Regions from separate parts of the Pan troglodytes genome. Here all the other regions are linked to region 1. The links are chromatin contacts, called in public Hi-C maps. All regions are on one chromosome and are shown on one strand. Each heading gives the region's core, a stretch centred on a gene start, on an enhancer-like site or on the middle of the called end of the contact. The rest is flanking DNA. Distances are from core to core; before and after follow the strand shown.

What was found. A called contact is a pair of places that touch in the nucleus more often than the background predicts.
Region 2: a Hi-C map of induced pluripotent stem cells shows a contact between it and region 1, with 4 times the contacts expected there. The contact joins the enhancer-like site here to the promoter of EFNB1 in region 1. A contact is called at or near these places in 4 of 7 Hi-C or Micro-C datasets (blood, induced pluripotent stem cells and stem cell-derived neural progenitor cells), 1 of 1 datasets of contacts at active chromatin or transcription factors (stem cell-derived excitatory neurons) and 1 of 1 other capture datasets (stem cell-derived neural stem cells).
Region 3: a Hi-C map of stem cell-derived neural progenitor cells shows a contact between it and region 1, with 7 times the contacts expected there. The contact joins the promoter of PJA1 here to the promoter of EFNB1 in region 1. A contact is called at or near these places in 1 of 7 Hi-C or Micro-C datasets (stem cell-derived neural progenitor cells) and 1 of 1 datasets of contacts at active chromatin or transcription factors (stem cell-derived excitatory neurons).
Region 4: a Hi-C map of stem cell-derived neural progenitor cells shows a contact between it and region 1, with 6 times the contacts expected there. The contact joins the enhancer-like site here to the promoter of EFNB1 in region 1. A contact is called at or near these places in 1 of 7 Hi-C or Micro-C datasets (stem cell-derived neural progenitor cells) and 1 of 1 datasets of contacts at active chromatin or transcription factors (stem cell-derived excitatory neurons).

Annotation. Positions count from the first base shown.
Region 1 is chrX:66,592,063-66,600,062 of NHGRI_mPanTro3-v2.0_pri, reverse strand. It overlaps EFNB1 (ephrin B1), which reads right to left and starts at 4,393. Exons shown (of 5, transcript XM_016943922.2): 1 at 3,396-4,393. The coding sequence starts at 3,523.
Region 2 is chrX:67,036,743-67,044,742 of NHGRI_mPanTro3-v2.0_pri, reverse strand. No RefSeq gene overlaps it. Among named protein-coding and RNA genes, the nearest start is that of PJA1, 110 kb to the right of the region's middle. Within about 2 kb of position 5,127, at least 3 of the 24 cell types and tissues checked have an H3K27ac peak or open chromatin away from gene starts, as enhancers often do. A contact at or near this core is called in induced pluripotent stem cells, where this site is marked.
Region 3 is chrX:66,921,701-66,929,700 of NHGRI_mPanTro3-v2.0_pri, reverse strand. It overlaps PJA1 (praja ring finger ubiquitin ligase 1), which reads left to right and starts at 3,781. Exons shown (of 2, transcript XM_016943939.3): 1 at 3,781-3,958; 2 at 6,190-8,000. The coding sequence starts at 6,257.
Region 4 is chrX:66,894,145-66,902,144 of NHGRI_mPanTro3-v2.0_pri, reverse strand. No RefSeq gene overlaps it. Among named protein-coding and RNA genes, the nearest start is that of PJA1, 28 kb to the left of the region's middle. Within about 2 kb of position 4,569, at least 8 of the 24 cell types and tissues checked have an H3K27ac peak or open chromatin away from gene starts, as enhancers often do. A contact at or near this core is called in stem cell-derived excitatory neurons and stem cell-derived neural progenitor cells, where this site is marked.

The DNA of each region.
Region 1 (8,000 bases), core at 3,144-5,643:
TGTGGCCAATCAGCCACAGAGTAGAAGAGGTCAGGTCCCTAACCACCCCGGAAAAGGGCCCCCTGAGCTGGCCTCCCCAGGACTGTGAGCTAGAACAGCTGTGTGGGGCTGGGGCCAACACTTTGGCTTGGAGCAGGCAAGCATGGGTTGGGGTCTGCAGCTGCCCCCACCCATGCTGGAGTCAAGGGTCCTGGATGCCAAGCTGAACCCCCCACCCCCACCCCCTTGTAGGGAATGTTTGTAATGTGATCTCAGGCACATTCTGACTCCCTGGAGGTGGGGGAACCTGAGTGGGGGGCAGGAAGGGGTCAGGACGGGACTGAGAGACTGAACTGCAGCAGCTGGACTTGGCTGAGGACTCAAGTGTGAGGCCTGCCGGCTGCCCCAAGCTCCCAGGGGAAGAGGCTGCGGGAGGGGTCGCCTAGGACCATTTAGATAACAGCCCCCCAACTCAGACACACACACACACACACACACACACACACACACGCACACACAGAGGTTCCTAAAAAAAACTCTAGCAGGACCAAACCCATCCCCCGACCTTGCGCTCATGGGGCAAATCTGACAGGAGGGGCCAAGGAGGCAGAAGCTCCTGCCACTCAGGGACTAGCACCCCAGAAGGCCCCAGCACCAATTTGGGAAAGAGGCTTGGGAGTCTTGGGCCAGCCATTCCCGCTTCCCCTCTCAGTCAGGGCTGGGGCCGGGCCGCACGCACCTTGGAACCTGGAAGTGGACCCCCAGCCCCACCACTTCTTTTATTTTGATTTTTTTTTTCCCAAGAAGGAAGCAATTAAGCAGGGTTTATAGGCACTGGGAGATTTTCTTTTTTGGGATGGGGGTTGCCAGCTTCTGACAGGGCTGAGGAGAGAGACCAAAAGCCAGGAGAGGAAGAGGGGAGGGAAGAGAGAAAATGAGCCTGAGAGGGAGAGCACGGGCATGTGCGAGAAACAAAAGGACTTGAGAAAAAGAGGCAGAGAGTGACTAAGAGTGAGAGGGAGTGTGAGAGCAAGGCAGAGCAGGCGAGCCTAGCTGGAGAGGGGAAGTGAGCGCTGCTCGCGGAGGGTATGAGAGGGCGAACTGACACGGGCCTGAGAGGAGAACTCGGGCAGGAGGCAGAGAGGGAGGGAGACAGAGAGGGACTGTTTATTTGAAAGGCTGTGGCAGCCTGAGGGTTGGGCGCGGTGGCAGAAGCAGCCCCCAAAGCTCAAGGAGAGCTGAGGGCAGTGCCTCCTTCCTGTCCATTTGCCCCCACCACCCCGAGCCAACACATGTAGACAGTGGCTGCATTCCAGACCCCTGAGCCTGGATGGAAGGAGGGTGCACCAGGATCAGTCTCTGATCCTTCTCAGGATCTACCCAATTACAGAATGGAATTCGGACAGTTTCTAGAGAGTCTTCAGCCACCCCCCATCCCCACCCCACAATGCCTGCCCTCAGCTTGAGGTAGATGAGGAGGAGGGTCAGAGAGGATACCACCCCCCAAAACCTGTAAACCAGTCCAGAGCACTAAAGTCTCTGAGCACAAAAAGGGGGAAGCACAGACAGATCGTGTTTCTTCCAGCACCCCCAACTCTGCAGGAGGGCTCCTTTCCAGCTGTGGAGCTGCATGCTATCGCTGGTTAGAGACCCGAGAGAGCAATTAGGTCACTCCCATGAGCCCCTATGATGGGCTACCCCAGGCGGATTTCAACTCTCCTGGCTCAAGACAGAACATTTCCAGCCTCCACCCTTACCGGGGTAACTGAGCACTTCACAACCACTGAGCACTTCACAACCACTGAGCACTTCACAACGTTCCCCCCTGGGCTCAAGCAGCCCAGAGCTCCCAGAGCATTTTGAGCCCCTGCTGTTAGGAGAGTGTTGTACCCCGTTTGGCTTCTGGGTAGGAAAGAAATTCTTGCCAATCCCTTTCCTTGTACCCAGGGAGAGCCCTCCACCCCAACCCTGGTTTAGCCATCCCACCAACCAGTAATAGGACTCTACCTTAATCGAGGAGAAGAAAACTAAAGCTGCCTTCTCCTACTCCAGGGCTGAGAGATCAAACGTCCCTGGGACCCAAGAGGCCAAGGTAGGCAGGAGCCTGGGAAGTTACCCGGGGCAGGGCGGGGTTGGGGGGGAGGCGGCGGGGGGCAGCAAGAGTGGACAGGAAGAAATTTGAGATACAGGAATCAGTGATCACGGATGGAGCAGGTCAAAGCTCCCCAGTTTCCTGCTAAGTGGGGTTGTTCGCACATTGCTGGGACCTCCAGAAAACTGAGAGGAAGGGCAATTTTGACCCTTGGTTCCAACCTGAGTCCTGGATGCCAAAAGAGAAGAAGGTCCAGAGGTCACTACAACAGCCCCAGCGACTTCCCACTAAAAGCCCAGAAACCACTGAGCCACCGCCCTGAAAGGTGTGCGTGTTGTTTGGAGGGGTTGTGTGTGTGGTGGTGGTGGGGTAGTTGTGCAGGGGAAGGAGAAGAAAAGAAAGGATGTCCTTTATATAGCTGCCCACCCCCCGCCCCAACCCCTTGGGGAAAACTAAGCACAGCTCCCCAATCTGGGGGACAGACTCGGGGGCCAAGGGGACCTGCCTGGGCAGGAATCGCTCCTTCTCCACCCACCTCCCTCAACAGCTCGGCCGCCACTCTCCGCCCTGGCGGGCCCTTGAAGCTCTGTTACCGGCTCCATTGGACCCCTGACGGGCACTGGTTCGAACCCCCACTACCCAACGACCACTCTCCCACTCCGCCCCTCTCCACCCGCTGCCTTTGTGAGCCTGGGAGCAGCGCCCGCCTTTCTACCGCTCCGGCAGGGAGAAAGGAGGGGCGGGGGGCAAAAAGAGACAGCAAAGCAAAAAGCCAGGGAGGAAAACAGGGAAGAAAGAGAAATGAAAATGGGAGAAGCCCGAGTGGGGATGTTGGCGCTGCCACCCACCCCAAGCGCCGGGTCCCGCTCTGTGTTCCCTCCACAGCTACGCAAAGGAGGAACCCGTGTTCTGGCCTCGTCTTTCGCCCGAGTCAAGCTCGCTCCTGGAGCGGCTCTCGGCGAAAATCACCACGTTCCCAGGGGCCCCGGAGGGAGCTGCGTTCTCGCCTCCACTCAGTTCTCCGGTGCGCTCTCGGGCGCCCCGACTCCCCAGCTCCGCCTGTGCGACCACCTCGACTTGATCCAAGACGTGCAGAGGCAGGGGCTGGGAAGCCCAGGGGGTCACAACCCAGCCAAGTGCCCCTACCCCACCCCGCCGCACCCTGCTCCATCCGCCTGCCCGCAGGAAAACACTCGAAAAAGCCGGAGACAAAATGAGGCGCCGCTCCTCCTCCGAAGACCTCCCCACATGCACTCCGGGGCGTGCGGCCTCACCCTGAAGGAGTGCCTCCCACCCCAGCGTCCAGAGGAGATAAGTTACTCACTTGGGGTTGAGGGAGCTCCAGGATACGGGCTCCAGGTTCTTGGCCAGCGGTGTGGCGAGCCGGCACAGCGCCCACACGACCATCGCCACAAGCCACTTGCCGAGCCAACGCTGCCCAGGCCGAGCCATCTTCCCGGGGGCAGACTGCACTTCGGGATCCCTTGGCGCCTCCTCAGCAAAGCTCGCCTCGCCTTCCTCTGCTGCGCTGCGCTCGGAGCCGCTCAGGCGCCCATCCTCCGCAGCCGCCGGCCTTGAAGTGCTCCCCTCCCGCCGGCTTCGGTGTCGCTCTTCTCCGCCCGGCCGGCCAGGAGGACTCACTGGGCAGCCGCCCCCAACCCGGGCATGGGCTTCGGCCCCCGAGGGCTCGTTCTCCTGGGCTCTCCGCTGCCGCACGAGGCGCGACGGGGGCTCTGCGCCCCCGGGTGATCCCGCCCGATTCCGCTCGACTTCCCGAGACGGTTCGGGGCTGCGCGCCCTCTCCCCGACGGGGTCTTCCCGCAGAGGTCTCGGTGACCGCCCCGACGCCTCGACCGTCCCGGGATCGCTGTCCCTTGGAAGAAGTGGGGGTTTCCCCACAACACAAGCTCGGTCCCCGGGCTCCCGACTGGGCCGCCCTGGCACGGGCTCCGTTCCTCCGGGCCACACTGGGACTCCGGGCTACGCGCCCCCGGACAGCTTCTACTTCAGCGCGGGCCCTGCTCAGTGTACTTAGAAGAGCGGGGAGATGCTGCCGAGCGAGCCAGTCCCATTAGTTTGCGCCCCCGAAGCCTCGGCCGGATAGCCCGGCAGCCTCGCGTCGCCGAGTCCTGGCTCCCGGGCGATCGAGCCGGAGGGTCTGCGGCCAGCGCGAGCCTCACAAACCTCCCACTGCTGTCCAGCTCGCATAGACTCCCTCCGCTGCCGCTGTGCTGTCTACTCCCTTGCTCAGGCGAACGCAAGGCCAACCCTGCTCTCTTAGCCAATAGCAAGCTCAGTGGCGGGGTCCTTGCCCCATACCACGCCCCCAGAGCAGGAAGGGGGCGGGGTTTCAGGGAGCTCTTAAGGACGCCGCGCGCCCGATGGCACCAATCTGAGTGTGCGGCTCGTGCGGTTAGGGTTGGGTCCCGCTCAGTCCTGTTCCCAGAGAGCTCAACCCGTGGGAAGTTGGCACTCTCAAGAGCTGCCGGCCTGCTCTCCTCTCCACGCGTCTGGTCAACACCCCAGCACACTGACCCTGTCCCAAGTACCCCAGGGAAGTATTTCCATTCTCTTTTTACACACAGGACCCCTGAAGTCCTGCTCTGTGCCCACCTCCGTGTCAAGGACAGCCTGTCTGCTCCTCGTCCAGTCCCACGTAAGGCTTTGGTGGGCTTTCCTCCTCTCGCCCTCAAAATGCACTGTCTGCTTGCACTTGGACCCAGAGTCAGGAACATAAAAGTGAGAGCAGTGGGAGGGGGACACTGGTGAGGGTCCAGTACTTGATTGGGGTTGGAGGTGGGGCGGGGAGCAGGGTGGGGTGTGGTGGGGAGAGAAGGCGTGTTCATCGCCCCTGGGGACCAGGCCTTCGGAATCTCAGCTTTCTGGGGGAGCCTTGTGGGACCTCTGGAGCCAAGATTTAGTCTTGTCCTGTCCGAAGGCGCGGGCAAGGTCCCGGGATAGGCAAGCGGGGATGAGAGGGCACGTCGATAAAGAAAGACACCTCGAGGGCAAAGAGGAAAAAGCACAGGGCATGAGACTTTTGAAAAAGCAAAAGCGGGCATCCTGGCCCGGAGAAGCCGGACTCCAGCCTGTCCCGGCCTCGCCATCTGGGTCTTTGTCTCCCAGCCCTGGCCCATTCTTCCCGCCCCGCCTTGCCTCTTTGCTTATAACTTGGCTCGATCCCATAGCTCAGACCCTCCAGGTCCGACCCACTCTCGCTGGTCGGACCCTAGAGGACGTACCCACGTGCTAATGTCTCCCCCTGCTGGACTTCCATAGCACTGCGGGCGCCTGGGATAAACCCGGAGCTTGCCATAGCACAAGACCTGGGACAGGCGTAGCCTTGGCAAAAACCGCCACCCTGTATGGGGAGGAAGGGAAAGAACTAGAAGGATATCTGAGTTTGGGGTAGGCTTAGGGACTGCCAAGAATACAAGGTCTCCCCACTTTTTCTTTATGGAGATAATTAGATGAGCAACATTCCCAAAGTGCTCCACCATTCACACAGTTTCCTGTCCATCATCTCGCTTAATAGGTGACTGAGCTACTGCGTTTCTCAGTGGATCCTCTGATGATCTTTGTGGCTGTAGAGGTGGGAATAGCCCAGATTTTGTCTTTTTATTTTCTCCCAAATAGAGGAGAAAATAGGGAAAATCTGGGCCCTTCCCACTTCCAGGGGCAGCCCTTGAGGGTGAAGTGGCTCTGGGTAGGCAGGGAAAGAAGGAGCTGTTTGGGGTCTCTGAGCTCTCAGCTGGACCCTGCATTGGGGTGTAAGGAAGGAGAGATGAGATGAATAGGGTGTAGGGACACACCAGTAGTCTAGCTGGGAGACTGGGATCCCTGGAGTGCATGCTAGGACATCAAAACCTGAATACAGAAAGCAGCCTGCTGCTTACTGAGTGCCTACTATTGTCAAGAACCAAGTTAGATGCTTTTCCTTTCATAACCTTTTGAAATGAGTTTCAGTATCCCCATTTTACCTACAGGGGAAAGTAAGGCTCAGAGAGAAGTGACCCATCTGAGATCACCAAGCTGATCAGTGGTGAAAGCAGGATTTGACTCCTGGGACATCTGTCTCCAAAGCCTGTGGCCATTCCCCTGTACCATACGGGCTCAAATTCCCAGCCAATCCTTGCTTCTTTGCTTCTTTTGTTCATTCCTGGTTAAGGCTGGGTCATGCATGGACAGCAGCAGCCTGGGGCTGGCCAGGACTCTTCCCTCACTGTCCTTCAAGAGGTTGCCAGGCCTGGAAAGTTCATCTATATTCCTGGCCATAGCCCAGAGTTCTTCTCATCTAAGACCACCACTGCCAACCCTAGAGCCAGCCTCGATTCTTCCTCCCCACAGCCAGCATGCCCAGTGTCCCACAGGAGGAGAGCCCAAGGCCAGGTGGGGGATGGGGAGATGAGGCTATGCGGCCAGTCTTGGGAAACATGGGGAGACAAGCAGTTCCTGAGTGTGCCAGCACCTAATCCCGGTGGGCAGGGTGGCAGAGGAAATGAGGAGAAGACTCTTTATGTCCAGACCTGCTCCACATGCTACTTATCCCTGCTCACAGCACAGCCTTTCTGCCTCAACCTGCCCACACCAGCTACAGGGGCCTCAGGAGCAGAGCTGAGCCTGCTCCCTGCCATGGCTAGGCCAGTGATTCCAGGTTCCCACCTCCTGCCCCACCCTGGCGGGGCCTCAGATGTAATGATTCAGGCCCCCGAGGTAGGGAAAAATTACTCCCAAGGGAGCCTGAGAGGAAGTCAGGATCTGTGAGCAATGGGGGCCCTCTCATCCAAGCCCTCCCTATACCATTGGCAGTCACTCCCCACCCATTTCTCCCAGGTTACTGTGTCATTACAAACACGTCCACGCACGTGCTCACACACACACACACACACACACAACTATCAGGTTTCAAGTCCACCAGCATTTCCTGAGCAGTGCCTCTGTGCTGACCTCCGAGCAGGGCCATCCCTGTTGACACAAAGAGCAGCTCCAACAAGCCCTGCCCACAAGGAACACCAAACACTGATACCTGTATGTGAGGGATCCTGGACCCAGAGATGCAGGAGAACATCTGGCAGCTGCAGGAAGCCTCGGGCATCGTGCAGCCCTGGGAGAGCAGAGCTGCTCCTTCTGAGCTCAGCTTCCCACACCCATGAGCAGCAGGGAGGTATAAACTTCAGAGCCACAGAGTTCCCTGCTTATGAACTGTGTCTCCTTGGGCAAGTCAGTTCACCTCTGTGTGCCTCAGTTACTTGTCTGTAACCTAGAGGTCGTCCCTCATTCACAGAGCCGTGGTGAGGGGTGAATGAGACAATGCATGTGAAGGGCTTAGTATCATGCCTGGCCCACTGTGGTACTTACTAAATGGAAACTCTTACTCTTCTGCAGAGCCTCCCACAGAGACACTCTCATCCCCAGTCACACACGTTCTCACCTGTTCACACATGCTTTGTGTGGCACATGCACATTTTTTATCTCCTCTCATATTCTCACACACTTGTACATATACGCACACAAACTCTCATTCTTTCTCACCTATCCATTTATTCAGCAGAAGGTGGCAGGACCGGGTACTGTCCTCGTGGAATTTAAAATCTAGCCCCCAGAGTTTCTCATGTTCACTATCATCTACACACGTGTATGAACATGCACACACCTTTCTATTTCTGTGGCCCTTGTCCTTGACTTCTCCCTGCCTGCCTTGCACTCTGAGACACAGAGAGGTGAAGTAACTCACCTAAGGCCACCCAGCCAGGAAGTGGAAAAGTCAGGATGTAAACTAGGCCACACTGATATACCAAGGCTGTGGAAAGGAGTGTGTGCCAAGGTGTGGGCCTGGGAAAGCCAGCAGGCCCAGCCAGAGCTAACAGTTAGAAAAGCAGACTGAAGGGTCAGGGAGCAAGGATCCTAACTTGAGGTCCAAGGCATTGCC
Region 2 (8,000 bases), core at 3,878-6,377, 440 kb before region 1:
TTCCCCGAAGCAACCCATTTTCTCCCTGCTGGACTCTTTCCTCCTCATTACACCCCTCTCAGTTTCCAGCTAGCAGAAGCCAATCCCATGGGGAAATAGATTCATGGCCGGGCCAGCTGGACTATGATCCCTGGGTGGCCTGGGGAGACCTGAGAGAGATGAGGAGAGGAGGGGCATTGTGCAGGCTCAGGTATACTGGCTTAGTTGCTATATGGCCTTGGGCAAACTACTAATCTTTCTGGGCCCAGCTCCTCATCTTCAATCTGAAAGGGTGGGATGGATGATATCTATGATCATTTCCAGCTTGGCCTCTTGGGGTGCTGAAACCTCTATGTTCAGAAGTCCTGCTTCCTTCTGTGCACTAAGGGATGAGAATAAAGCACCCTTTGGATTTCTTCCTGCGGCTTCCAGCCGGACAGGACACCAGAGGCAAGCTGGCCTGGCTGCTTCCTAGCTGTGTGACCCGGGACAAGCTACTTTACATCTCTGAGCCTCAGTTTCTTCATCTGAACAATGGAGATGATTGCACCTACCCTGCAAGGAAAGGCTGCTGTGAGGAGTCTATAAAAATATATATAACTGTGCCATGTACAGCCATTCACATGGTAAACATTCATTCATTTATTCATTCAACAAATATTCCTCGAGTATCTACGAAGGGAGATAGGATAGTGTAGTAACAGTGCAGGCTTCAGAGCCAGACTGCCTGAGTTCAAAATCCAGTTCTGCCTTTTCTTATCTGTGTGACCCTGGTTGAATGACTTAACCTCTCTGTGCTCCAGTGACCCCATCTCTACAATAAGGCACCTACCTCATAGGGCTGTTATAAGGGTTAAGTAAGTTAATCCATGTAAAGTATTTACTGCTTGGCACAGAGTGGAGCTCATTAAATGTCATGACACCATTCTAAATGCTGGGGTTGCAACAGGAACAAGACAGACAAGATCCCTGCCTGCAAGGAGCATTCCATAAATGTTGGTCCCATTCTCTCTTCCTTTTGTTCTCCCTGTGAGGGGGATAAAGTGTCTCAGATAGCTCAAGCTAAAAGCCATCCTTTGCTCCTTCCCCTCTTCCAACCAATCCATAAATATTAAACAAATATGCACATGCACAACAAATATTCTTTGAGTACCTTGTCTAGCTCTGTGCTAGATGCTGAGGCCATGGAGATGAATATGACTCAGGCTTCATTCACTAAGAATGCTTAATCAAAGAGAAAGACAGACAGAGAGAGAGACAGAGTGAGATTCTCTTAGGGCCATGAGGGAATACTTCTCAGAGGAGGTAGCCATGTGTTCTGAGTCTTAAGAAAAGATGCTGAGAACTTTCCTGGGGCTCAGGGAATATTTCAGACAGAAGGAAGAGCACAGGCAAGGGCATGGAAGTTCTGACAAGTGATCAGCACTCCAGCAGGACCGGGGCATCGGTGGGTTGGAGGGCATGCTTCCTATCTTCTTTCTAAAGGGTGAGGAGGCAAGAGGGGAGCACTTTTTACAGGGCACCTAGCATAACTGTGCTTGGTGCTCGCCAACTTATCTCACCATGGGGCTGGGCATTCTTACCTGCATTTCACAGATGAGGAAACAGACTCAGAGATGGGGATGGACATAGTCACGGCCACCCATCTGGCAAATGGCAGAATTGAGGCAGGCCCCTAAGTCTGTAGGCCTCCAGTGCCTGCATGTGCTCCCCGAGGCTTCTCTGCTGTCTCTATGGTTAGCCTGTATGGAGATTTGTGCTGGCTAGCTGTGTGTGTGCATGTGTGACTGTGTGTGTGGTGGGAAGGTGAAAGGGTTGAGGGAGGCCAAGGAAGGGGATGCCTGAGGATCTGTACACACTGCACCATACCTGTTCCCCTCTGCCCCCAGTAGGGGAGATCAGGGTGAAGGAAGTATAAAGGACTATGTTACCCTGTGTCTCTCCCCATCCAGGAACTCACCATGAGAAAGACAGCCTCTCTCCCACCCCTTACACACACATGCAGGCATGCATGCGTGCACACACACACACAGACACACACACATGCACACACACACGTCCCTCCATCCTCCCCCGCTCCTAAAAATATCAAACCAGTGGAGCTACAAGGGAAATGAATGTTTGGCAGCAGAGCAAGTGGCCTAGGAGTGGTGTCAGGCTCTGTAAATATTTACCCGCTGGATTAGAGCAGAAGTTGGAAACATTAGGCAGCTGAAAATTACTGTTTTAATAGCATGGCTGATAAATCCAAACTTGGGGGGTTTGTTTGGAAGTCTTGGCTTCTGGGAATTTCAGCATGTAAACTGTGGGCCTGGGGTGGCTGGGAACAGAATGGAGGGGTGTGGGCTGGTGGGTGGGTCTGCCTGGAGGAGAGGACAGCCAGATCAGAGGTGGCCCAGCACCTCAGGCTACAGCCGGCTGGATGGCACAACATTAATTCATCTCCTCATTCATTCATTCATTTATTCATTCATTTCTCAGACCCTGTTAAAGGGAGAAGTAATGAGCAAATAATCTATTGAACACAGAAATGTGCCACATATTTTAGGAGGTACTTTATTTTTTAGTTCCACATTTAATATTGACCATAACCCTGGGTAGTAGCAATTTTTCTTGAGATGGAGCCTTACTCTGTCACCAGGCTGGAGTGCTGTGGCGTGATCTCAGCTCACTGCAACCTCCGCCTCCCGGGTTCAAGTGATTCTCCTGCCTCAGCCTTCTGAGTAGCTGGGACTACAGGCGCGCGCCACCACGACCAGCTAATTTTTGTATTTTTAGTAGAGATGGGGTTTCACTATGCTGGCCAGGATGGTCTTGATCTCTTGACTTTGTGATCTGCCTGCCTCAGCCTCCCAAAGTGCTTGGATTACAGGCGTGAGCCACCGCGCCCAGCCAGCAATTATTATTTTTATCTTACAAGAGCTGAGGAAAATCAAGCCTCAGTGGGAAGGTAACTGGTTCAAGGGCACCAGCTGGAAAGAAGCAGGGCAGGGATTTAACCCTAGGTGCCTCTGACTCCAAAGCCTTGTTTTTCCCACTACACTATGCCACCCTCCCGTGTGAGGTATGCGGTAGACAATACATTTCAGAGAAATCTCAAGCAAGGTGCTAGAAAATACAGAGATGAATCTGACCAAGCTCCTCCCTCAGAGAACTCCTGGTCTAGAAGGAGTCTAAGAGGCAGATCCAGATGATTCAAATTCCAGGGAGAAAGTAGCTAATGCCTTAAGAGAGGAAGTGCCGAGGAGGGAAGAATTTCTTTCAGGTTGGGGCAGAGAAGAGGGAGGTATCGAGGTGAGGAGGACCAAGAAGGCTTCCTGCAGGGAGTGGCTGTTGACCTGGGCCCTAGCTGATGGATAGAATTTGCATACGGGGAAGTGAGGAGGGCAGGTATCCAGGCAGCAGGAACAGCATGAGGGAAGGCACAGAGGAGGAATGTTGAGTTTGGTTGAACCAGAGAGTATAAAGAGAAGGGGCAGGAAATAAGTTCCAAAAGGTAGATGGGTGCCAGATTTTGAGGGACTTCATAGCCCTCTGATGTTGAGAGAGCCAAGCACCCCAGGGCTTGAGCTACACAAGGGTTCAGGCCACAGCCTGACTCCTTTTTTTCCTTCTGCTCTCTGGAAAGGCAAAGGGAATGGTTTCCCTGAGCACCCACCCAACCCCAGTGTGTGTGTGTCTGTGTGTGTGTGTCTCTGTGTATCTCTGTGTGTGTGTGTGTGTGCCATTGCACTTCCTTCCACAAGGCCTGCCTTCCAGCTGCTTCCAGCTGTGGCCACCCCCCCCAGTCCATTGTGAGGCCAAGATCCTGGCTCCCCACTGCTAGAGCTGAGGCCCCAGCTGGTGACAGGACAGTGCAGCTGGTTCAAGCCTCTGTGGGCAGTCCTGAGTCAGAAGAGACAGAGGGAACAGGGGAAGGTCGCCACGGGCAGCTGGGCCCACTGAACAGAGGAGCGGGAAGGGTGACGGGACAGTGGCAGGAGAAGAGAGCACTGCTCTGACACCCAATAGACCTGGATAGCAATCCTGCCTCTGACGTGGGACCTTGGGAAAGTCATTTCACTTCTCTGAGCCTCAGTGTCTGCCTCTGTTTCCGTTCCCTGGAAGTATTCTCTGAGGTTTCAATGACATGATGCCTGGAAAGCACCCAGCGTGCTACTTGACACATACTAAGCACACAGCAAAGGGCAACCGCCTCGCTCGGAATAAACGAACACTTCTCTATCTCAACAAGGAGATACAAAAGCAGAGATACCCACAGCAGACTTTATTCTCGGAATGTCTTCCCTTGAAGGCTTGGAATAGGGGAGCTCCCACTCTGCAGAGACAGGAAGATGATCCAGAGAGCCTGGGGGCTTCCTTGTCCTATCTAAACTGTATGCTTCAGAACTCAGTGGAAATAAATCAAGTTCAGGTTTGGGAAACCAGGGGTATCAGGACTTCTAACTTGTGCCTCAGGGGCCCAACGTCAGGACCCCTCCCTGCACTCTCACTGGACCCTTTCTCCCCCACTCTTTCCCAGGTCCTCCGGCTCACCTCTGCCAAGTGGGAATAAACACGCCTGCACTACATTCTATGGGGTGGGAGAGGTGGAGAAGGGAATGTCAGCAAAGAGGAGGTGACAGGCAGGGCTGTGTGCAGGGAACGGGGGAGGGGCCCTCAGCCAGTCCCAGGAAAGGTGTGAGTGAAATGGAAGAAGCTGTTCCTTTGGGGCTCTGTCCTCCCCAGTCCCCAGCAAGAATGAGGGGAGGGGAAGCAGGCCCAAAGGGGCTTGAGGCCATCCCTAAATTTGGTATTTAGGCCTCTCAGTGTGGTTTTCCTGCTCCAGAAAATGTTAATTTACTGCAGTTTGAAAAATGATCAAGCCAGGGCTGGGACTCAGCAGCTGGTGCAAGGGAGAGAGAAATCTCTTTTTGTTCTGTGGGGAATTGGGCTGCAGCCCCCACCCCCACCCTGCTCCCATGTGGGGCCATCCTTCTCCCAGTGTCGAATGTCCACAGGCTCCTCCCAGGAGCGGCCTGCCTTCTTCGGGCGCTGAACTGCGCCAACATTTATCAAAAGCCTCGAAGCTTCTGAGCGAAAGAGGTGTGTGGGGAGGTATGAAAGCCAGCCCCGGTTGGGGGCGGGGTCCCAGGCTGAGCCTATCCCAGGCCTGATGATTCTCAGCAGCCTTTGGGGGTCCGCGGCAGAGGGCCGAGCTAGGAAGGGAGGCCTGCAGTGGGGCAGCTGGCTAGAAGCAGTGTGGGAGCCTCCCCTCCTCTTCCTGGGTCTTGTCAAGCTATGTCTCACCTGCCTGGCTGCCCCCTCACCTCTATTGTTCAGCCAGACAAAAGATGATTATGGAAAAACAGCCTGCCTCCAGCAGGCAGGCTCTACAAATCAACAAATCCCCAAAGTTGCTGCTGCTGCTGCCTGGTTGGGGCCCACTGAGCCCAGCTGGACTAGACAGGCCAGTTTCTAGAGCTCCCCGTGCTCATTCCACAGCCACCACTGGCAGGGAGCACCATTGTTGTACCTCACGGGGACAGTTCTCTCTCTGAGCTCCAGGGGCATGGACATCATTCTGTGGAGCCTCTGCTCCCACAAGGGAGTGTTCCAACGTGGCCGCTTCTTCCAGGTCATCATGGCTGGCCAGCCTTGCCATCTCTCCTGCCCCATGCCATTTCACACTCCATTCGTCAGCAAGCACTTGTTGATATTGACGATGTGCAGTGCACCAGGCTAGGTGCTAGGACACAAAGGTGAGCAAGGCACAGGCCCTGCCCCAGAGGAGGTTCTAGAAGGCGAAACAGACACATACAGAGATAAGAGGGAAAGTGTCTTCAGAGGGGTATGGACAACTCAGTTCACTACCTTCGTCACCCTCACTAACCACTTACATCTTCATCAACCTCACATCCATCTACCTTCCTCACCTTCATTTCCACCTCCCCACCACCACCACCACTTCCCTCTCCTCTTCTCCTTACACTGTGGCCACCAACATCAACCCTAACACTATAATTGTCATCACCGTTTTCTCTGTCATTGTGAGTTTTAATTCCTCATCCCTGCAAATCCATTCCCTGCTCTCTAGGAATTCAGAGCCTGAAACTGACATGCCAACAGGGCACAACTATTAAGACAATCTTTTTAAAACCTTTGCATGAATGTATAGGAAAGTATTTACGTGGTAGTCTCCAGTTCAAGCAACCTCTTGGGGGCTTATGGAATCTCTCAGGTCTGGTTGGAGGTTTTCAGTGAGATTCAGATTGGCTCCTGGCCTACAAAAAGTTCTTCATTCTGTCTCTCTGTTCCAGTGGGTCAGCATTAACCCTTCTGGAGGCTGAGGGCCAAGGAGCCAAAGAAATCTAACCTAGGGACTAAGGGTGGTGCCTGTCTGCATTTTAGCTGGAACCTGCCAGCAGCTTGCTAGTTTGGAATTCTCAGCATTCCTGCCAAGCCCAGGCTTGGCTCAGGTGCCACCCATCCTGGCCTGGCTGACAATAGATGAAAAGGGTCATAAACTCAAGAACTCCAGACGAAGCACCACTTTGCTAAGTCACAGTGCCTCCACACTGTCACACCTGCTATGAGGAGACCCAGTCCCCAGCTAATGCTCTAATCCAGTGGTTTTCCAAGTAGGTCTACACATGAGCAGCATCACTCCCTCCCCAACCTCCCCTGCTGTGCACCTTATTGGAAATGCAAGCTCTTGGCTCCTCCATGGCAGATCCACTGAATCAGAAACTCTGGGGTAGGACCTAGCAATCTGTGCTTTAATGAGCCTTCTTGATGATTCTGATGCATCTAGAGTTTGAGAACCAGTGGTAGAAAGAGGGCAATGGACTCAGGCCAACCAGGATTTAAATTCCAGCTCTGCCATTACTAGCTGTGTAACCTAGGACAGGCTGGTAAACCTCCATAAGCCTCGGTTTCCTCATCTGCAAAATGGAGATCATAGCACCTGGCTACCTGAAAATTGCATTACTTTTGATTTGATGTAAGGAAAAAACAAACAGGTCATGAACAATTACAACTGAAGCTGCTGGTCCCCAGAGTTATTAAAGAAGAGTCCAGGGGACCACACTGTGGAGTGAGTGAGTGCACGGTGTATGAGCCAGGAGTCCTGTTTGGCTGGGACACAAGGTGTCTACTGTATGTCTGACTTCTTGGTTACCCCTGCCAAATCTATCATGTGTCACACATTTCAAACCTCCATCCGTGCCTTGAACTGGCTGTTTCCTCTGTCCGGAATTACTTATTCCTAGAGCCCATGCAAATTATTTCTTTCCTGTGGAGTTTTCTGAATCACTTAGGAATTGCACTCAGTGCAAGAAACTGAACCCAAAAAAGTCTAGCTTAGACACACAAGGGTTTATAGTCTCAGATACCAGACGCCTGGAGATAGGCAGTTCAGAGATGGCACAGTGGCACTGTGGAGTCATCAAGATCTCACCTCCTCCATCTCTCTGCTCTAACATCCTAGTACCAGCTTCATTTTCGAGGTCTTGTCAGGGTTCAAGATGGCTGCTGGAGCTCCAGTCATCACATCACCATTTTGGCAACAGAAAAGGGAAAGGGCACATATCCTAGCTATCAATAATTTCCTTTTAGGCAGCAGCTCCAGAAGTCCCATGTGACATTTGCTTTTACATTTTATTGCTCAGAATGTAGTCACATGGTCACATCTAGTTGTAAGAGAGGCTAGAAAATATAATCTTTCAGCTAGGCATTGCCATGGTAGGTAAAATTTGAGCTTTGTTACTCAGAGAGAAGGGAAGAGTAGGTATTGAATGATAACTGTCAGAGCAGTCTCTGTGACAGCTCCCCTTCTCCTCCCAGAAGTGCTGATCATCAGCTGGGCTCCTATAGCGCTGTGCTGTCTCCTCCATTACAACATTTAGTGCTCTGCTCTGCAATCTAGCACCTAGCTTCATTAAGTCCACTGAGCAGGAGGGAGCGCCGCAAGTACTGCTCTGTTCAGCCTAGCTCAAAAGAAAGGCTTGAGTGGCAGTGCTGGTGAGCAGGTGGCAAGCTAG
Region 3 (8,000 bases), core at 2,532-5,031, 330 kb before region 1:
TCTCTCTCCAGCTACCATGCTGTGAGGAGACTTAGGAAGCCTACGGATAGGTCCACATGACAAGGAATCAAAGTCTGACAACAGCCACATGAGTTAGCTTAGAAATGGGTCTTCTTTGGCCTGTCAACAACCATGTAAAAGAGCTTGGAAGTGAACCTCTTACCCTACTTGAGCCTTCAAATGAGACTGCAACCCTAGATGAGAGCTTGGGTGCAACCTCGTAAGAAAGTTTGAGTCAGAGGCACCTAACTAAGCCATGCCTGGATTCCAGACCCATAGAAACTGATATGATAAATGTTTGTTGTTTTTAGCTGCTATGTTTTAGGGAAATTTGTTACACAGCAGTAGATACCTACTACATACTCTTTGACCAAGAAATTCTACTTCAATGTTTCCATACTAGAGCAATTTATTTCAATCCTTTTCACATCAGAACATATATTTAAAATGCTATCAGCTCACTGGAATAAACAGACAGTGTGCTCTTGGCTAGAGGCAACAGTCTCTAGGGGCAGCTGCTGAAGCCAAAGCTACCTTCCTGGAGAGCTAAGGGGATCAATATATCAGAACACTTATAACTCAGTTGGGAAGCTCTGCCCTGAAGAAACTCTTCTATGTAGGCACAAGGAGCCATGCACTAGGATGTTCATTGAATCCTCACTTATAATTGCACAAAACAGAAACAGTAGGAAAAGAGATAAATTGGATAACTTATGCAAAAGAAGTCCGTACAATAATATGTTATAGTAATGTATTGGATAATTGATACAGTAATATTCAGCAGTTAAAATGCATGACTCAGATCTACAGGTATCAAAATTGCTGAGTTTCAAAAAACAATAGAGTGAAAATCTAAGTTGCAAAAGTATATATTTATAATGATACCATCTGTATAATTTAAATACATGAAACAAAATTGTGTATTGGTCACAGATATATATATGTAAATATATATTATATATCTGTATATATATGTATACATACACTTATATACACATATACATATATACACATATATACATACGTATATATATACACACACATATATATATATATATACATACACACACACACAAACATGAACAAGACGACAGCACATCAACTTCCAAATAAGGCTTATTTTCAAGAGAGAGGTCAAGTGAATAGGATGAAGTGAGGGCTTCATCTGTACTATTTTGTTTCAAAAACAGAAGGATCTGAGGATCTGGAGAAAATAAAATTTGCTCAATCCATGTGACAGGTGCATTAAAATGTGTATTTTATACTCTACTTTTCTGTATAGTTGACATATTTAAAAATATTTTTATAAAGAAAATGTATCCTCTCTTGAGTCCAAAAATACATATACAAGCTGGGCACAGTGGCTCACGCTTGTAACTCCAGCACTTTGGGATACTGATGCAGGTGGATTGCTTGAGATCAGGAATTCGAGACCAGCCTGGTCAACATGGTGAAACCCCATTTCTACTAAAAAATACAAAAACTAGCTGGGTGTGGTGGTGCACACCTGCAGTCCCAGCAACTCAGGAGGCTGAGGCAGGAGAATTGCTTGAACTCGGGAGGTGGAGGTTGCAGTGAGCCAAGATTTTACCACTGTACTCCAGCCTGGATGACAGAGCAAGACTCTGTCTCAAAAAAACAAAAATACATATACATTCAGTATATTGTACTGTCCCATTTCCTCATATCGTTATTTATTTTGCAGTCTATTTGATTTATCTATACCATAAGAAATGAGGTGAAGTTTCCCACTATAATTGCAGACTTCCTGATCTCTCTTTATATTTCTAACAGTATTTGCTTTATATATTTTGAAACTACATTGTTTGGCACATAAATTTTTGTGACTATCATATGTTTTTTTTTAAAATGCACTGTTCTGCAACATGCTTTTTTCACTTAATATATTTATATTAGACCAGTACATATATACTTGCCTCATTTCTTTCTTTCTTTCTTTTTTTTTTTTTTTTTTGAGACAGGGTCTGACTATTGCCCAGGCTGGATCGCAGTGGCGCAATCTTGGCTCACTGCAGCCTCAACCTCCTGGGCTCAAGTGATTCTCCCACCTCAGCCTCCCAAGTAGCTGGGACTACAGGCACGTACCATTGCGCCAGGGAAATTTTTACGTTTTTTTTGTAGAGATGGGGTTTCACCATATTGTCCAGGCTGGTCTCAACTCCTGGGCTCAAGCAATCCTCCTGCCTTGGTCTCCCAAAGTGCTGCGATTACAGGTGTCAACCACCATGTCTGTACATGAGCCACCATGCAACATGTTTAAATAAATTTAAACAATTTATTTGTTGAGGAGAATTAAAGTTGTTTGCATTATCTTGCTACACTCCTATTCACATATCTTTCTCCACTTGTGTGTCTCAATAGAACACACAATAGAGCAATTGACTAGAAGTAGAATTGCTAGATGAAAATGTATCTCCATTAAAAAATTTGATAGTTTCAGATTTCTCACCAATGAAGTTCTATTATTGTTATTATTATCATCATCATTTTGAGATGGCATCTTGCTTGGTTGTCCAGGCTGGAGTGCAGTGGCGTGATCTTCACTCACTTCAGCCTCAACCTCCTGGGCTCACACAATCCTCCTGCCTCAGCCTCCTAAGTAGTTGGGACTACAGGCACACACCACCAGCTTGTCATATCTTTCTCAGTGAATAAAGCAACCTGTTTTGTTCTCTTTAGTTCTTTTTACTTTGAGTTCTCGATGTTTAGGATATTGATATTGTTACGAGTTTGTTTCCTCCTTCCTTTCCTTCCTTTTTTTTTTTTGCTTCTTTCCTTCCCTCATTCCCTCTCTCCTTTTTTTCTGCTAGTATTTTACTCTCATATATTTTTTATTCCTATTTCTGCTTTAGGTGAAACTCACATAAATAGAATATAACTTGGCTTTTAAAAACAAAATGCTCAAAATAAGAGTTTGGTTTTTATTAGGAGATGTTAACCCATAATGCATGCTGATATATTTGGATTCCTGCATTTTTGTTTTCTTTCTGCATCCTTTTTTTTTGTACCCCCCCCCAGCAACATTTCTTGACCTTTGTTAAGAATGAGTTTTTCTCTTTGTTCCACATATTATTACTTTAATGGTTTGAAAGTTATACATTTTATTTCTATTATGTTGCTACCCCTAAGATTTTTGTTCTATTATGCATTTTGTTTCCAGTAAGAACAAAATTTTGCTACTGTTGTGAACATGGGAAATGTTTACATTGGCTGTAAATACTAGAGTTCCATTATAAAGCGCAATTTAAAGACTTCAGAATTCAGTAAAATGGTATAAATCCAAAAGGCATAACTACAATATTTTTAACTGCAATGCAATAACAGAATATGAACCTATGTTGTGTCCTATGATCTCTTGGACAGAGAAGCTTGGTTTTGTGATTAGCAGCAACAAATTCAACATAAACAGCTTCAATTTGCTTTAACCATCAGGTTAAAAAAAATTTAAGCTTACTGCAACCCTAAATATGGTTTCACAGTTTTAATACTTTCGGTACAACCATAACACGTAACATAGGATGTGATGTAGTAACGTAATTACTCTCACATTGGACTTAATCAGAAAGAATTTGCAGATTTTATTTTATTTATTAAAAAACCAGAAGGGAATATAGCTAAATGTTTAACATTAGTTAAAGCTGGGTGTTTGTGACATTTTTCGCTGTCCTTTTCTGTATCCTTGACGATTTCATCGTTTAAGATGAAATAATGCTTTCGGGCCCACCCTGATTTGTGGAGAGCAGCTGCCGCCCCCGCCACATCAAGGGGGCGGGCTCCAGCTGACTTCACAATCACTTCCGCCACAGCAGTCGCCGCCCGCCCCGCTGCTGTCTGGCGGGGGAGGAGCTCGGGACCGGGAGCAGTGGCTCTGGCGGTCGTGGCGGTCGGAGATCCGAGAGCTCTGCTTCTCTGAAAAGCGTGTGGCTTTCTGGACTTGGTGAGTGAAAGGCTGATTGTTTCCTCGATTCATCCGGGCGCTGGCGGTGGCGCGAGTGGCCGGGCGCGGGGCGAGTGGCCGGGCACGGGGGCGAGGATTTTGGGGGATTCCTGGGAACTGCTTTTCAGGTTCGCCCCTCGGGAAGGGGTGGGGCGGACGCGGGACCTGACTGCAGAGTGAGGCCCATGTCCTCCATCGGCCTGTTCTGGGGCCACATCCTCCGCTGCCGGAACCCCTTTGGTGTGGCGCGGTCCCCACTCGAGTGGCTTTCATCGCTATTGGGAGGGCAGTGGTGGTCGCGGCCCTCTCCCACTTCTCCCTGCCTCTCCTCCCCTCTCCTTCCTTCTTCCCTCCTCGGCCCCTTTGCGGAGCACTCCGTGGCCTTTCTTCCCATATTTTGCTGTTGTTTTGCCAAATGGTAAATGGTTAAGATTTTTAGGTAAAAATACTGTTCCCAGGGAAAAAATTGTAAGGAAAAAATAATTATTCTCAGGGAAGACTAGACCCACGCACGCCCTTTTCTTTCATTTTCCCTCTCCCCTGCCACATCGGTTGGGGTCTCCCGTTTGAGCTGATGGCCTTTTCCCACCTCTTTTTATGACATTGCGTCCCCCCTACCCCCCACCCCCCGTGTCTCGCGAGCACGCGCCCCCGCACAGAAGCCTTCCATTGCAGCCCCCTCCTTGCCCCTCCATCCTCAAGGTTCCAGTGCTTCCCCTCCCCCGCGCATGCGCAGGCACACGCAGCACACACCCTCTCACACACCCTCACACCCTCACACCCTCCCATGCCTTCCCCCTCCTCTATCCGCCTACCACATACACACCTCTAGCACCGGCCCCCTCCCTGCTCGGCCTCTGCGTGCTCTCGCGAACACATGCCTATTCACACACCCCCTCCGGCTGCCCTCCTTCTTCCTTCCTGTCATATACACACATAAGGACATCCTTCTATCGCTGGCCAGTGACATACATATGTAGCCACATGTGCTCATTCATACCCCCTTCTCAAATGCTCTCCTCTATTGCTCTGTCTGCCACGTGTGTCAGACACAGCTCTCTTTTGCTGGTCCCTGAGGTGCACACACTCGCACTCACATAAATCCTTCTACGGGGACACAACCTGCCTCCCTGCTTGCCATATCCACACAGGCAGGCATCGTTCTTTGATTGCCTGCCTCTGTTCCATCCACCTCAAGCACATCCCTCTCCAGTGCTGCGCACCCCCCACCCCCGCTTCCATTTGTGCCTGCTGCATTTGCTCACACTGACATTTCTCCATTGTTGCCTCCCATTTTGACTAACATACACACACACAAACTCTCAGACACTCCTCTCCATTGCCAACCATACACTCCTCTGCCTGTGACATACGCATAAACAAGGGCATCCTTCTGTAGTTTCAGCTGCCTCACATACAGCTACACACACAAACACCTTCCCTTTCCTCATACATACACGCACCCCTCTCCTCCAAAGCCACCCAACCCATGCCTGTCATTTTCCTACCCACATCCAGAATGGGTCTCATTCTAACACTCATACCCTTTCCCCCTACAAACGTAAACATCCCTCTGTTGCAGGATTGCTGGTCCCCTTCCACCTGTCCCTCTCCTCTTGATAGACAGACACATAGGCACTCGTGCACACACGGCGATCTGTATTTTCCACTCTATTCCAATTTGCATTTCTCCTGTATGTCTGCAGCACTCAGAAAAATGCAGACACCCCATAAAAAAAACTACAGCAGTCTTTCCTTTCCCCACGTTGCACAATTCCACAGTACTTCACCCACCTTCCAAGCGTCCAGTCACCCCCCAACCTTCCGTCAGATTCTCCTCTAAGTCTGGCTTTCCTGCAAACCCAGTCTTGTAATCATTTTGCCAACATTAAAAATGTGTTCCAGGTCTACACCTGACAGTCACTGGAATGCTACTCCAGGCCTTAGAAGAAAGTGAAACTAATTTTAAAGGCCCCTTATTCTTTCTGTTACCTGCCTGCTGAAGTGAAAATAAATCTCCCTGCTCCTTTATTCTAAACTGATTTTACTTTCCCATCTCAAAAACGTGTGCAGGGAGCAGGAGCCCTCCTACCCGAGCCCCAGCTGTATTGGAAACCCTCCTAAGTCAGAGTGATGGGTCAGGAATCTAGCAAGCCTGTATGGCCCAATCCAACAGGAGGGTATCAGTCCAATACAGGTAGGAGGTATGGAAGAAGGCATGCTTATGTCAGTTTCAGGCCACCCACGAGCCAGCGGGAAAGGATTGCCAGCCGGAGAAAGACGAACTCCGAAGTCCCAATGCACAGATCAGCCCCCAGTCAAACCACCAAGAGGAGCCGATCGCCATTTTCCACTACTCGTCGTAGTTGGGACGACAGCGAGAGTTCGGGAACCAACCTGAATATTGATAATGAGGACTATTCCAGGTATCCGCCAAGAGAGTACAGAGCTTCGGGTAGCAGAAGAGGAATGGCCTATGGACATATTGACTCTTATGGGGCAGATGATAGTGAGGAGGAGGGGGCTGGGCCTGTTGAGCGACCGCCAGTGAGAGGGAAAACTGGCAAGTTTAAAGATGATAAGCTGTATGACCCAGAGAAAGGGGCAAGGTCTTTGGCTGGGCCACCTCCACATTTCTCTAGTTTTAGCCGTGATGTGAGAGAGGAGCGAGACAAGTTAGACCCAGTCCCTGCAGCAAGATGCTCAGCTAGCAGAGCTGACTTCCTGCCACAAAGTAGTGTGGCCTCACAGTCGTCTTCTGAAGGCAAGCTGGCTACAAAAGGTGACAGCTCGGAGAGGGAGAGAAGGGAGCAAAATTTACCTGCACGTCCCAGCAGGGCTCCTGTGAGTATTTGTGGTGGTGGGGAAAACACCTCAAAGAGTGCAGAGGAACCTGTGGTCAGGCCCAAAATCAGAAACCTGGCAAGTCCAAACTGCGTGAAACCAAAAATTTTTTTTGATACTGATGATGATGACGATATGCCACACAGTACTTCCAGGTGGAGGGATACCGCCAATGACAATGAAGTCCACTCGGATGGCCTGGCAAGAAGAGGGAGAGGCGAGAGTTCAAGTGGCTATCCCGAGCCAAAGTACCCTGAAGACAAACGGGAAGCGAGGAGTGACCAAGTGAAACCAGAAAAGGTGCCGAGACGACGACGCACCATGGCCGACCCTGACTTCTGGACGCACAGTGATGATTACTACAAATACTGCGACGAAGACTCTGACAGTGACAAAGAGTGGATTGCTGCTCTGCGTCGGAAATATCGAAGCCGAGAGCAAACCCTGTCCTCCAGTGGCGAAAGCTGGGAGACTCTGCCGGGGAAAGAAGAGCGGGAACCTCCACAGGCTAAGGTGAATGCCAGCACTGGCACCAGCCCTGGCCCCGGTGCTAGTGCCAGTGCCGGGGCTGGCGCCGGGGCCAGTGCCGGCAGCAATGGCAGCAATTACCTTGAAGAAGTTCGAGAACCATCTCTTCAGGAAGAGCAGGCATCCCTGGAAGAAGGAGAAATTCCTTGGCTCCAGTACCATGAGAATGACAGTAGCAGTGAGGGGGATAATGATTCTGGTCACGAGTTGATGCAACCTGGGGTATTCATGCTGGATGGAAACAACAACCTTGAAGATGACTCCAGTGTAAGCGAAGACCTAGAAGTGGATTGGAGCCTCTTTGATGGATTTGCAGATGGGTTAGGAGTGGCTGAAGCCATTTCCTATGTGGATCCTCAGTTCCTCACCTACATGGCACTTGAAGAACGCCTGGCCCAGGCAATGGAAACTGCCCTTGCGCACTTGGAGTCTCTCGCAGTGGATGTAGAGGTGGCCAATCCACCAGCAAGCAAGGAGAGCATTGACGCTCTTCCCGAGATCCTGGTCACTGAAGATCATGGCGCAGTTGGTCAGGAGATGTGCTGCCCCATCTGCTGTAGCGAATATGTGAAGGGGGAGGTGGCAACTGAGCTGCCGTGCCACCACTATTTCCACAAGCCGTGTGTGTCCATCTGGCTTCAGAAGTCAGGCACCTGCCCCGTGTGCCGCT
Region 4 (8,000 bases), core at 3,320-5,819, 300 kb before region 1:
CATTCATGGGAATGTGGGAGGGTAGGGGTAGCAGGCCATCTTTGGGAAAGCAGCCCCTGGGACCCTATGGCTATGTGGCTGTTTATTCCTCCTCCTGCTTTTTCCCAAGTACTAAACATTTCTCACAGTGTCTAGCCAGTTCCAGTTATGCAAGCAGCATTGTGTGTTAACAAGAAAAATATCCATCGGGGCTGTATGGAATCCAAGGGCCTTTGTCCCCCAAGCCACCCAGTACTTCCCTTCTAACTGCAATGCTAGGCCCTACTGTGAGACGGAGGGACAGAGACTGTCTTTATAACCATTGCCTCTGTCATATAATAGGATAGATCCCCCCTAGAGCTCTGTGCATGTGCATCAGTGTGTGTGTGCATGCGGGCGCACACGGTGTGGTGTATGGGGAACACAAACCTTGCCCTGTGGACTTTTTGAGAGTAAGGAACAACTGGCTCAACCTCAGTGGCATCAGAGTGGCAGAAAACGGCTGGAATGGACATCTGTCTCCTAGATGCACAACTCTACTTATGACCCGGTAGTTCCTCCTCTGCTCCCCCAAGAGAAGTTCATCTCTCCTCTTTCTTTATATGTTCTCTAACCTTCCTGGTTTCTTCACATCTCTCCCAGGCCCAGAAGCCACTGGGTCAAGGCTCCCAAGCGTCTGTCTGCAGACTTCAGCGGCTGAGAGTGCTGTGATTGAGGCAGCTCAGAGGCGGGAGCTAGGAGAAGCAGTAAGCTGCCTGAACTGGGTGAGCAAGGCATGCCCCAGGCTGAGCCCTGTCACCAGTGGGCTGCAGGATCTTGGAAAATTCATTCCCAGTCTGAGTCTCAGGTTCCTCACCTAAGAGAGTGGGGGAGAGGTTAGATTAGATGACTAGGAGGGGGCTGGGCACGGTGGCTCACACCTGTAACCTCAGCAGTTTGGGAGGCTGAGGCGGGTGGATCACCTGAGGTCAGCAGTTCGAGAGCAGCCTGACCAATATGGTGAAACCCCTTCTCTACTAAAAATACAAAAATTAGCCGGGTGTGGTGGCATGCGTCTCTAGTCCCAGCTACTTGGGAGGCTGAGACAGGAGAATGGCTTGAACCCGTGAGGCAGAGGTTGCAGTGAGCCGAGATCGCACCACTGCACTCCAGCCTGGGCAACAGAGCGAGATTCCATCTCAAAAAAAAAAAAAAAAAAAAGACTAGGAGGGGCCCTGCTAGCTCTGGCTGATGATGACCCAGGGCCCCACCTGCTGTGCCCCATTGTGCCAGGCCTCCCAATCCCACTAGCGGTGCCCAAGGGCTCAGTTCCTTTTCTCAAGGCACTGTCCTTTGAAACCTTCCCCACACAGCCAGCCACACCAAGTCAGCCAGGGCTGTGTGGTGGGCTCAGGCCCAGGCCATTGTGATGACAATGGCAAAGCGTGACAGAGCTCATTCATTCATTTATCTAATAATCATAGATTGCCACCCACAGGGTGTCAGGCAATGTCCAATCTCATAAAGCCCAAGAGACTTATCAAACTCATAGCTCTTTGCTTGGGGACCTCTGCCTGGCCTCTCTCCAGCTCAGCAATTTCTTCCCCAAGCTCTAGAGAGGCTGCCCCCCGCTTCCATCCCTTGCCTACCTCCAGTCTAGACTAATGTCCAATGGCCCCCGAACTGACATTTTCTGGATGGCTGCCAGGCTACTCTTCCAGGACCTCATCCCAGCTTTGTCAGAATGGGGCTCCAGCCCCTCCACTCCTGAGCTTACCTTGCGTGGGCTATTTAGCCCTTGTCTCCTGTTCCCTCTCCAAACACTAGAGAGTCTTCCCCTTGCTTTGCTCTATCCAAGGTGTGGCTGAGCCCCACGTCTCCCAGCCGGAGCCTTCTGGATCCAGTCTACATTCATACAACTCCCCCAACCCCCGCCCCACACACCCCTCCCTGTCTCCTCTGCCCCAGCACCTTCTCTGTGCAGCTGTGGGTAGTCATATCAACAAAGGGAGACCCAGGGCAGCCAGCGGGGAGGGGCCTGTGAATCAGTGTGGGTGCGCCTGTGTGAGGGGATGGTGAGGAGGGGATGGGATGGGCAGTTGCAGGCGAGTGGGCGAATGGGGATGGTGGAGTGTGTATCTGGGGACAGCCAGCTGGGGTATGTGTCAGAGTGAATGGGCTGGTGTGTGGCTCCATGTGTGACCCTCCCAGCAGCCGTCAACCTGCATTAGCACACACACGGGTGAGCCTGTACGTGTATGCAGGAGGCAGCAGGGTACAGGGGACAGTGGGAAAATATTGGCTGTGCAGGCAGAAGAGGTTTCTGGTCTTCAGTCTTATGCCAGGTTTCTCACTCCCTGCCCCCTCTCTGGGACTCAGTTTCTTCATCTGTAACCTGAGAGGGTTGAATTGGAGATGTCTAAGGGCTTATTGGAGCTGTAGCATGCTGTAGTTCCTTGATGTTCTATGGACTAAGGAAGGCTCAGAAATGCTTCCTTTAGGGCCGGGCGCGGTGGCTTACGCCTGTAATCACAGCACTTCGGGAGGCCGAGGTGGGCAGATCACCTGAGGTCAAGAGTTCGAGACCAGCCTGGCCAACATGGTGAAACCCTGTCTCTACTAAAAATACAAAAATTAGCCGGGCGTGGTGGCAGGTGCCTGTAACTCCAGCTACTTGGGAGGATGAGGCAGGAGAATCACTTGAACCTGGGAGGTGAAGCTCGCAGTGAGCTGAGATCGTGCCATTGCACGCTAGCCTGGGTGACAGAGTGAGACTGTGTCAAAAAAAAAATTGCTTCCTTTATGAAGGAGGAGGACATGAGGGAAAGGCAGGCAGAGTCACCTCTGAAACATCCATGAAACTTTCTTTATTCCTTTGCAAATCTTGGACTCTCCTCCTTGTACTTTTGTCTTCCTAGAACCAATGTAAGGGCAGAAGTGGAGGAGGGTGGGGCTCTGTCTGAGAAGCCTCCCCTAGTTAAGGAGGGGTGGGGTCCTGGGCCAAAAGAAGGTACCCACGGGTGCTGTGTGTTCCCAAACACAAACAGGAGGCTTCTGGGAAGAGTGCAAGGGGCCCATATCTACTGAGTCACCACCATCGTTTCTCTATACGAGGGCCTTGAGGGCAGCAGAGATCTGGTGGGAGGTTAGCTGTCCCTTGAGGCTGCAAGTGCTGAGCAAACACTGTATACGCTCAGAGGATGTGTGTTACAGATACATAAAAAGAGGAAAGTTTTCTGAAGATAACTTTATAAACATTTTACACAGGATTTTAACTATGCATTTATTTTTAATGTTATTATAATTAATAATATATAATAATAATGTGTAAAATGTGAATAAAAGGAAGTCTTGGGGAAGTGGTGGAAAATTATAGGAAGCTAAAATCTCTCACACTACCTTTGTTATCACCACTGTTGATCTGGATTTTAATCCTGACCTTACTATTAGCTTCCCTGGATGACCTTGAGCAACTGGCTCCCCTTTCCTGTGCCTCAGTTTGCCCATCTATCCGATGCTGGAGGATGGGGCAAGTGGTTTCCACTATCTTCAGGGGCCTACCTAATCAGCTCTCATGTGCAACAATTCCAAGGTTCTCACAAGACCTTGAGCTGTGGAGGAGCTGAGTAAGGGAAGGTCAATTCCATTCATGCTCCAGTGAAAACAAGAGGCTGGGCTTGCAAACTCAGGCAGGGAAGCACACTTTCTAAGCCTTGATTTGCGATCAGAGAGGTGAAGGGACTTGCCCAAGGTCACAGAGCAAGTGGGTGTCAGAGCCAGGCCCAGGCCAGGTCTTCTGGATCCCAGTCCAGTACTCCTCCATTGTCCCCACCCAGACACAACTAATTTATCTCAGGGGGCTCCAGGAAAATGGTTGGGAACTAAGAGAGCTCTCAAGATCCACAGCTGGGTCTGAGAAGGTTAAATTCCCAGCTGGAAGCATTCAGCGAGGCTTCCAGAAACCGGGCAGTCCTTACAACTTGCAAATAAGTACTTTAGGCCACAGGAAATGATCCCAGACCACAAGGCCCAGGGATTGCACCAGAAGAACAGTCCTGCCTGCGTGTCAGCCAGCGTGTGGGAGAGGCAGCCTGGGGTGGGGGTGGAAGGAGACATCCTGCAGACCCCTGGGTTAGGCCCAGCTCTATGAGTTGCTAGCCCAGGGGCCTTGGGCAAGGCTTTCCCCTCCCCCAGCCCCATTTGAGAACTGATAATAATAGAAGCTCCTAGCGGGGTTGCTACGAGGAGTAACTGGCCTGGTGGATGTGCAAAGGCATTGCAAACTGTAAAATGCCGCTCACGCCTGAGGGACTGTTCTTAGAATTGCTGCTTGTACACATGACCTCTGGGTAACTTGGGAGGAGGTAGCCCTGGATGTGCCATGTTCCATGGCTAGCGCCTCCCGTTTGGGGAAAGTGGGGGAAAGGGAGATGCGGTGGGGAGAGGAGGTGAATGGGTGCGTCCTTGGGGTGGGGAAGAGTGGGAGCTGCGGGCCCGGGCAGCGGCCTTTCATGCGGGGGCTGAATGGCGGGGTCCCGAGGCAGAGCTGAGGCCCGTTGGCCAGGAATGCCGTTCCACAAAGCCGCCACACATCGCTGAGCCCGCCATGACCACAGCCGCGCACGGGGGACCCGGGGGACGGGGCGGGGCTTCTGGTCTTTTCTCTGGGAAGAATCTCCTTCCAAGAGGGTCCCGGCTAGAACACAGGATTTCCATTTCAATGCTCCCTGGCAAGCTGCCCTCCCCCGAAATCGGCTGAAGGCTCACGGAAAAGCCTTTAAAAACACAGTAATTACAAACAATTCCTCGGCTTCTCCTGATTTCCCTCCACGCGGCACTGGGGGCGGGGCGGGGCCAGGCTGGCCTGGGGACGGGGAGGGGAGGGGTCATCTCCTCGCGGCTGCGGAGTTGTATGTGAAAGCAGCGGCTAGCCAGCCCCAAGCACTGACCCAAGTGAGCCAGTACTTGGGCTCCTGCTTCCTTCTGGGTGCCCTAAGGCCGGCCTAGCTGGGTCTGGGTGGTGGGAGGCAGCTATGAAAGCCGAGAGCAGGCGCCTGGGAAAATGCACCGTGACTCCAGGAAGCCTGTTGTAAATGGAGCCAGAACAGGAACTTCAGGGAGCATTGTCGGCCCTCCACCGCCTGGGCCTGGACCCCAGGTGTTGGCCCCCAACTCTGCCCTACCCGGCCCTCCTGCTGCTGCTGAGCCCACGTAGCCAAGCCCCTACCGCCCACAGCCATGGGGGCCAGAGTTAGGTGTGTGTGAACGGTGGGTCTATTCCTTAACGGCCACCTCTGGCCTCCCAAGAAGGGAGAGGGATAGCAGGTAATGTTTTCTGAGCTCTCCGAGCCCAACAAAGCCCTTTGCAAGGACTCTGGACAGTTCTGGCTGAATCTGGGGGACAGCCTAGGGCATCTTGGCTGAAGACTGGCTTGCACACAGCTATCCTTACAAGCAGGGCCCCACCTCAGGAGGGGTCATTTTATGCCTTTAGGAAGCTGAATGAAAGGAACCCCATTAATCTGTTCCAACTGGCCTCAACTAATGTCTTTGTTCACGAAGGGGATGTGATGCCCTGGGAGAAGAGGGACACTATTTCATGCCTCTCGGGCCTTTGTCTGATAATAACAATGCTCACCAACACTCAGAGCATGTACCCTTTGCCAGAAGCATTTGACATGTAGTCACTTATTTAATCCCAACCGTACGTGTGCTGAAGAAACCAAGGCACAGAGAAGTGAAGTGACTTGCTGAGGGTCACATAGCTAGTAGATAAAGCTGGGCTTAGAACCCAGGTGGTATGGCTCCAGAGTCTTCATCACTGGCTCTGCCATCTAATCTGTGAGAACAATAATAATGACTCTATTAGTGCCAGCTCCTGTGTCAGCCATTTTACACACATACTCGCATGTGGCCATTCACAACGATTCTGTCAGATAGACTTCATTGTCTCCATCCTACAAATGAGGCAGCAAAAACTTGGAGGGTTTATGTGACTTTCTTAAGGCCCTACAGTTGGTAAGGGGCAGAGATGGCATTTCAAAACCCAGCTCTGCCTAATTCTTGACAGGCAGGCTTTCCTTGAACACCTTTGCCACTGTTTCAAACAAGCTTTCCACGAGTTAAGCTGCAGTGTGGTATCTGTTGGGTGCTTAGGACAGACCAGGCATTTGTTTCATTTTACGTATATCATCTCTTTTGAGACTTACGCCTACCATGTGAGGGTGGGGGTGTTATTCCATTTGCAGATGGGAACCCTGAGTCTGAGAGACCTTCTCTCTCGCCTGTCCTCTCTCTAGGTTGGGCCACACCCAGCATTCACATCCCTTTTCTTTGGGGGAATAACTTCCCCAGCCACAGTCTCAGAATCCTCAGGCTTCCTGCTGGAAGGAAGGGGCTTGCTGCAGACTTTATGCATTGACTAAATGTTGGAGTCCCAGCTCTGCCACTTCTGGGTGACTTGCGGCAGTTCACTGCCCTGTCTGGGGCATGATTACCACATCCCAGGTGCGTGAGGCTGATCAAATGACGAGATGAGATGCAAAAACATTTTGTAAACTCTGGAGAACTATATAAAGGTGAGCAGGGGCTCTGAGATGAAGGTTTCCATCTCTAGCATTCTGGCATGACCTCATTGCACACGTGTCCAACACATGCATTGGCATCAACATTGAAACACACATACCAGCACCAGTAGGCTTCAGACAGATGGGTGGGAAGGGAGGGGATTGTCCTTGCTCCTGAGTTGTCTCTCCTCTAGGCAGAGCATCCACTAGTTCTTTAATCTTTCCTTCTAGGACAAGATTTCAAGACTCCCCTCCCCCAAGGAGTTAGATAAAGTAGAAAGATCATGGGGTTCGGAATCCTGCAGATCTGGGTTTAAACCCACGTTTTGCTAATTTCTAGCTGTGCGATCTTGGAAAATTGCCTTTACCTCTCTGAGCCTCAATTTCTTCATCTGCAAAATGGACATGATAATATTATGGTACTGATCTCAGGCTAGTCTGAGGCCCATATGAAAAGTCATGGGCTAGGTGCTAGAGATGCAAATATGGGTAGACTTCAGTCCTGGATATCAAGTAGCAAGGGAGAAAGGTCAAGCAGCAGGCAGATGGTCTCAAGTGTTGTGATAGAAGTTAGCCAGGGCTCTAGAGTCCCAGAAGGAGCCAGAAGAGGAGCACGTAGTCTCAGAGGAGGGTGTGGCTTCACAGATACGGTATTGTCTGCACTGGTTCTTAAAGGGGAATAATAAATAGTGGTTAACACTATACAGTGCTTCATGTGTGTCAGGCACTGTTGTAAGTGCTTTACATGCATGATCTAATTTATTCCCTTGTAAGAGAAATACAACCTTAAGAGGTAAAAACAGTCTTCACCCCCATTTTACAGATAGGGAAACTGAGGCCCAGAGAGGATAAGTGACTTTCCTGGTTAGGCAGTCAGGGCCCTGAGCCCACACTCTCAACCACTCCACCAAGCTGCCTGTGTGAGTAGAAGTTTGCCAGCAGAAGAGTAAGGTGAGACTACAGAGCATAGCATGAAAGCACAATCCCTTCCAGGGCTGGGAGGTGGGATAGGTGAGCAGGGGCCAGATCTCAAGGGCCTGTGCGCCAGGCTCAGGAACTTAGACTCTCCTCTGGGGGCAGTGGGGAGTCACTGACAGATTTGAATTGGAGAATTACATGCTCAGATTTGTCTGCAGGAAAGGTCTAAGTGGCTGTAGTGTGGAGGCTGGTCCGAGGAGGACGCACTCTGGTGGCAGAGAAATGATAAAGGCCTGGATTCCGGCCGTGTTTGTAGGGATGGAATGCTTGGGATGGATTCCAGAGCTATTAAGGAGGTAAAATTGGCAGGTCACAGTAACTAATTAGATGTGAGGAGCAAGGGAGAGGGAGGAGCAAAGGTTTCTAGCCAGGAACTTGGGTGGATGGTAGGGTTACCCCTGGAGAAACAAAACTGAAATGAAGTGTGGTGTGGGTCTGGAGCAATGAGGTGTGGTCTGGGAGTATAAATTCTGTTTGGGGCAAGGTGGGTTTGAAGTG